Regions from separate parts of the Gossypium hirsutum genome. Here region 2 is linked to region 1. Evidence: chromatin contacts called from public Hi-C data. All regions are on one chromosome and are shown on one strand. Each heading gives the region's core, a stretch centred on a gene start, on an enhancer-like site or on the middle of the called end of the contact. The rest is flanking DNA. Distances are from core to core; before and after follow the strand shown. Region 1 has its middle 9.1 kb from the start of LOC121204520. Region 2 holds the start of LOC107920311 (cytochrome P450 78A9).

Region 1 (3,284 bases), core at 447-2,946:
TAATGGGCATGTGAGAATAAAAAATAATTATTAAGGATACTAGGAAAAGAATGGTACATAATTGAAGTTTAAATTATTTCATTTTCATAAAAATTTTAAAAATAGGTTAAATTGTAATTTTACTAATTAAATAATATATCATGATATTTTTTATTATTGATGTAATTATTTATTATTTATTTAAATAATTATTTTCTTTAATTCAAATGTTTTTACTATTGTTTGTAAGCAAACAACAATGAAAATAGCAAAACAACGTGCAAATAGAAATGAGCAAAGAGGGAAGAGAGAAATATGAGAAGAGTGGCTAGTGTTAAAACATGAAAATAAAATAGGATTTATTGTAACATTTAGGGGGTCTCGTTGATCGAATATTACATACAACTTATAGTGTAATATTTCGAAATAAGATTAGAATGTTTGGATTCTCAATATTCCAATTATTTAGTAATCTTATATTCTTAAACAATATCGAGATGCTATAATATAGAGTGTAATCTTATTACGACCACTTTTTCAGATTTTTAAGATTTTAAAAACAGTCTGAACTTTAAAAAACTCAATAGAAAAAAGGAGTCAAGAGTGCTCTCATTGAACTTCCCGAAGAAACAGCGAGTACTGTGGTTGGGAAGAAGATGAGCAGTGTCTTCGAATCGAAGGACGAAAAAAACGAAATTGCTCTCCTTGAGGAGTAGTTAATCCAACTAACGGTGAAAAATTCATTAGTAACTCCATCAGAAAATCTGACGCTGATCTGCTCTATTTGTACAAAGAAAACATATAATCCAGATAGCTTGCGAGCACAATTACGAAGCATATGGAAAACAAAAAAGAAGTTCGAGATTCTTATCGCAGGGCAAAATCTGTTTACGATCTCTTTTAAAGATGAGGAGGCCTTGGAACAGATCTTGGAAAGGCATCCATGGCTAATTCGAAAACAATTAATCATTTTTGATAGACTGACGCAACCTCTGGAGAGAAACAAGAATCAACTAACCTTCTCCCTGTTTTGGATGAAAGTTGGCCCGTGTCCACCAGAATGTGACAAAAAGGATTTGATGCATGCAATTGGATCTACTTTTGGGGGAGTTATTAGATCTGATATAAAAGGGGAATTCTGTTGAATCAAAGTTAACCTAGATGTTCAAAAATAATTAAGAAAGGGTGTCTTTGTTTCTCCGAATGAGAAAGAGAAAATATGGATGAAAATATGGATATCCTTTAAATATGAAAATCTCCTAACTTTCTATTTTGGTTGCGGAAGAATGGGCAATGAGATTAAGGAATGTTCGGAAACAAGCCCGGAAGATCGTATAAAGGTAGATGATGAGCATCCTTTCTCAATAGCACTTAAGGCAAAATCTTCCATGGTAGGGAAAGAATGTCTAATTTTTGGATCAATACAGAAAAAATCAATGAAGCAATGTTTTTACGCGGGAGAGGAACTGGGGAAAAAAGAAGATGCTCTTTTGCTAGAAAAGTCTATTCCATATCGTCGGCCGGAGAGTGAAGTTAGATCGATAAAGAACTCCGGGAAGTGGGAAACGGAGAAAATACAGGAAAATTCCGAAGAAAGAGATTCTAATTTTTCTCCCTAAGTTTTGGCTACAAAAGAGGAAGAAGAGTCCAAAAAGAATTGGTGCCCTACAACAGATACTTTAAATGCAAACTCTAATAAGTGGGACCTACAATAGAGGTGGAGCAGGCCATCATAAATTGGTATTGTGCTACGGAAAATGATAAAAAAAATCTGAGGATAAAGGGCCCATTAATCCAAAAGAAATATTTCAATTGGGCCACAAAAAAAGAAGCTGGCGCCGATTATACCATAAGGGAAATAGCGACTCAAATATGACTGATCTTACAATAGGTAAACGAAAACTACATCAAGAGGAAGCGTCCGATTTTGGACCATTAGCTGAAAACATAACAAAAAACCAAGAACTGATGAGGGAAATTTGGATGGTAGTACAATAATGGAGATGATGAGGTCTATAGAGGATGAAGATGTTTTTTCACAAATTATATCAGCGGCTGGCAAATGGCCAGCTAACCGGAACCAATGAAAATTCTATGCTAGAATGCCAGAGGTTTGGGGAATCCTCAAGCTTTTCGAAGGCTTCAACACACGTTGAAGATATATAAAACCCAAATGGTCTTCTTAATGGAGACAAAATTAGATTGTATCTGAATGGAACGTCTTCGAAAACGGTGTGGCGAATCGAATCTCTTTAGAAAGATCTTTTGTCTCATGGTAGCCTGCTCCAGTCCCCTTACGAAACTTTTTTCTTAATGGGATGGATATTCCAGGTAATGGTTCGCGAGGTGGGTTAAGTCTTGCATGGAATGGAAACAATCTAGTTCATGTCTGTAGCTATTCAAAAAATCATATTGATGTGGAAATTAAGGAAGAAGATAATCCATATACGTGGCAATTCACTAGATTTTATGGCAATCCCAGTCATTCAAACAAGCAAGAGTCATGGAATCTACTTCACCGACTAAGGAACAATTGCTTAATACCGTGGTGTGTCTGTGGAGACTTCAATGAGATCATGTATGCACACGAGAAAATGGGAGGGGCAATAAGAGACGAAAGGTAGACGGAGGAATTTCGAAAAACCCTGGAAGAATGCGATCTAACTGATATGGGATATAGTGGACAAAAATTTACTTGGGAAAAAGGTAATTTTGCGGATACAAACATAAGGGATCAGCTCAATAAGAGAGTAGCAAATTCGGAATGGCTGAATTTATTTTTTTATTATTTGGTACAACATCCACCACATTTTTTCTCTGATTATTGCCCAATTTTAATCCAAACAAGGTCAAAAGTAAAACAATATGGGGGTAATCTATTCAAGTTCGAATCATAGTGGATAACTGAGCCTTCATGTGAAGAAGTTGTTAAGAATTTATGGAAGGAGAAAACTGGCAGTGTATTGGATAAACTTGAGCATACCCGAATTGGTTTACAGAGATGAGGAAAAATATTAAGGGAAACCGAGTCAAGAGATCACAACTTCTTCGAGAAAGATTGGTTGAACTTGATGGAATACCGAGGGAGGATGATACTCTAATAGAGATGATTGACGTGAAGCTAAATTTAAACTAGGAAATGAAAAAAGAGGAGATGTACTGTGAACAAAGAGCAAGAACGAATTGGTTGCGCCAAGGGGATAAAAATACAGCTTTCTTCCATAGTCAGGCATCACAAAGACGCACGAACAAAATACAAGGGTTGGAAGATAGTAGAGGAACTATCAAAACTGAGGATGAAGATA
Region 2 (3,072 bases), core at 543-3,042, 570 kb after region 1:
GAACATCAGGGTGAAGCACAATCCTTGCTAGTATCCACTCCATCAAGACCGCAACGGTATCAGCTCCCCTGAATATCATTTCCTACACACACACACATTAAAAAAAAAAGAAAAAAAGACCGTACGTACGTATTCAGTACCAGAAATATTATTATTATTTGATTTGTAATTTAGTGAACTTGTTTGGACAAAAAATACTATTACACATGTGACGAATAGTAATTATTATAGTATAGCTCACCCACAGAACGGCGATCATGTCGGAGTCTGATATTTTATCGGCACCTTGAAGAGAAAGTAAAACATCGACGAAATCTTGTGTTTCGCAGTTTGTTTTGTGTCTGTGTTGGGATATAATTCGGGCCACAAAGCGGTTAACTTTGGGCACAAGGTTGGAGCATCGAACTCTGATTTTTTGAGGGTCGAAATCGGCTAGCCATGGAAGATGGTCGGACCAATTTAATGAGCCCAGTAAATCGTAGCCTTCTTCAACCAAAGCTCGAAGTTGTTCGACTTCATTGCTGGTGGAATTTAAGTTATATTTTCGTCCGAATATTGAAGCCATCATGTTGTTTAGAGAAGCTCGTTTGAGCAGTTGGCGGACGTGGAAGCTTTGGTTATGGAGAGCAAATAAGGTGACCATTTCAGAGGCGATCTGGCGTCTCTGTTCCTCGGCACCTCTGATTTGCTTAGGACAGAAAAGGTGCGTAGCCGCGATTCTCCTCAGGGTTCGCCAGTAAACCCCGTAAGGTGCGAACCCGATTGCTCTGTTGAACATCAAGCTATAAGCCGACTCTTTTACCGGCCTATCAGCAAACACAGAGCTGTTGAGAATCTCTCTCGCTACATCCGAATTGCACGTGACGATAACACGAGTGTCACCCAGGCTAAAGGCCATTAGCCTCTTGGCTTTGCATGCTTCTGCTGCGGCCGCAATCCGGTGGTGAGCCAAGGAGCTGGCCATCAGCTTCATGCTGCCTATTAGAGGCAAACCTCTAGGCCCTGGAATTCTCCTCTTGTTAGCAGCAGTAAGTGAGGAACGGTTCACGATCCTGTACTTGCCCCAGGCTGGGCCACCAGGGTAAGCCCAGTAGACAAGGGTCATGATTAGCCAGGCAAGAAGAATGATGAAAATCGACCATGCAAAGCTTTCTTGAGAAAAGGTTCGCCATTTGGATGCAAGGGCAAACACCCAAACACTCTCTATCTCACTTCTCATGGCGTTGGAGGCTGGATTCTGGGAATTGAAACAAGGGGAGTACAAGGATGCTGGCTTTTATATTTTAGGGTGTAAACACTAATGAGTGCGGATGCTATTTATACAGGGGCGGATGCGCTTAGACGGTCACAAAATCAATAACCCTCCTTACGGGAGAAATACTGCCAAATGCCGATATTTGTGGTAAAATCTTGAATGTTTTTTAAATGTATTTTAAGAACACCGTAATTTCGTTTTCTTTATATAAAGTAGTTGCGCCGCCACGATTGCATGACGGAGTACAGGGAAAAGATATCTCCGACATTGGAGCGCGTGGAAACACACCCTTATTTCCTGGGATCGTGTGCTTAGTGGCTGACGTTTATATGTCGGGAACTAGACCGCACAAAATGAATAAATATGTGCTAAAAGAAATTGGGTTGACCTATTCTGGACTATGCAAATGAGCCCTAGATTGAGGCCCAATTGTGGAGTGTGAAACCAATAAAAATTCCTCAACGTTAGCGTGACATAATTATTTAACCCACTATTTTGTGTAATATATATATGAATCAGTAATGAAAAAAAAATGATTTTCAAGAATGCTCCCTCGTTGAACCTTTTTGATAGAATGAAGTAACGAACAAAAAGGTTGGGAGGAAGAGAAATATTGATTTACTAGTTTTGATGATGTCATTTTCAATCCCAACCAAGAAATGTTCCTTTGTAGTGTACTAAAAATAAATTGAATATGGACACATGAGTTTGGTATACTGAACTGTAATCTTTATTTTATACAAAGATTGAGAAATAGATGATGAAAATTAAAAGGGTGGCGCGTGAAGAGGACAAATTCCTCGGACAAGTTAACATGGGTGTTAAAAATGTTCAAGTTACCAAGGAATGACACGAGGGGGTCGTGTGGACGGATGTTGTCGGGTGGCAAAGCAACTGTAGCACATGACACCCATGCCTTCTACCATCATTCACTGCTTTTAGGCGTAAATAAAAAAAAAAAACATGACACCCAGCGATGGCTTAAATACGCCCATATCTAAATCCCTTCCCACAAACACCAAAAACCGTATTTCAACCATCGCCTGGCTTGTCGACACGTGTTCCTTTCATGCAATGTCTGATGGTGACAACTCCTGCTTCTCGCTTCCCTCTCCTATTCCCTTTAATGCCCATGCTTTGTTTGCATTTATCACCGTCCATGTGTCTTGGATACATGGTTATAGTTGTCAAACTCTGGAATAAATATGCTGTTCACGTGGCAGTTATTGAACGTCCTGGATTTTTGAAGTTGCAGTATGACCAATCCCTGACCGTTGATCTTGTTTGGCTTGAAGCAATCAGGTAGTCAACACTCAAAAGCTTGAAGCCTTTTCAATTTCTCAGTTTCCTAGAAAGGGCAAGACCAATACCAAAGACTAAACCATGGTCAATGTCACAAGAACTTAATATCAAAAGTTGTTATGGAGCTGTAAAAATTTAATGCAGTTCAAATTTTGTGAATGAGAAATATATATCAAAAGGGTCTTACATTTTGTCTAAAAAAAAAAAACCATAAGTGATATGCTGAGTTTATGGTATTTGGTCAATTAAGAATATTTGTTGAGTGAATGTACTGAATTAGGCAAAATAAAGGTGTAAAATAATTATAAATCAAATCTATTGTAGTAGGAGGAAACAGTTCAGTTGACTAAACTTGACCCACCACTCACTAATTATTTTCATTCAAAAAGGGAAAATAATGCAAATTGTCGGAGATAGCAGCCAAAGAAATGAATTAATCTTAATGTGTACTAAATTACTCTTCTCACCATTCGGTGAAGCATCAGATTATAATAATAATAATAATAACATGGAAA

Evidence for each region. A called contact is a pair of places that touch in the nucleus more often than the background predicts.
Region 2: a Hi-C map of leaf shows a contact between it and region 1, with 2.4 times the contacts expected there. The contact joins the promoter of LOC107920311 here to the enhancer-like site in region 1. A contact is called at or near these places in 8 of 34 Hi-C or Micro-C datasets (callus, fibers and leaf).

Annotation. Positions count from the first base shown.
Region 1 is chrA08:99,732,380-99,735,663 of Gossypium_hirsutum_v2.1, forward strand. No RefSeq gene overlaps it. Among protein-coding and RNA genes, the nearest start is that of LOC121204520, 9.1 kb to the left of the region's middle. Within about 2 kb of position 1,697, at least 9 of the 9 cell types and tissues checked have an H3K27ac peak or open chromatin away from gene starts, as enhancers often do. A contact at or near this core is called in fibers and leaf, where this site is marked.
Region 2 is chrA08:100,305,387-100,308,458 of Gossypium_hirsutum_v2.1, forward strand. LOC107920311 (cytochrome P450 78A9) reads right to left here and starts at 1,793. Exons shown (of 2, transcript XM_016849957.2): 1 at 242-1,793; 2 at 1-82. The coding sequence starts at 1,219.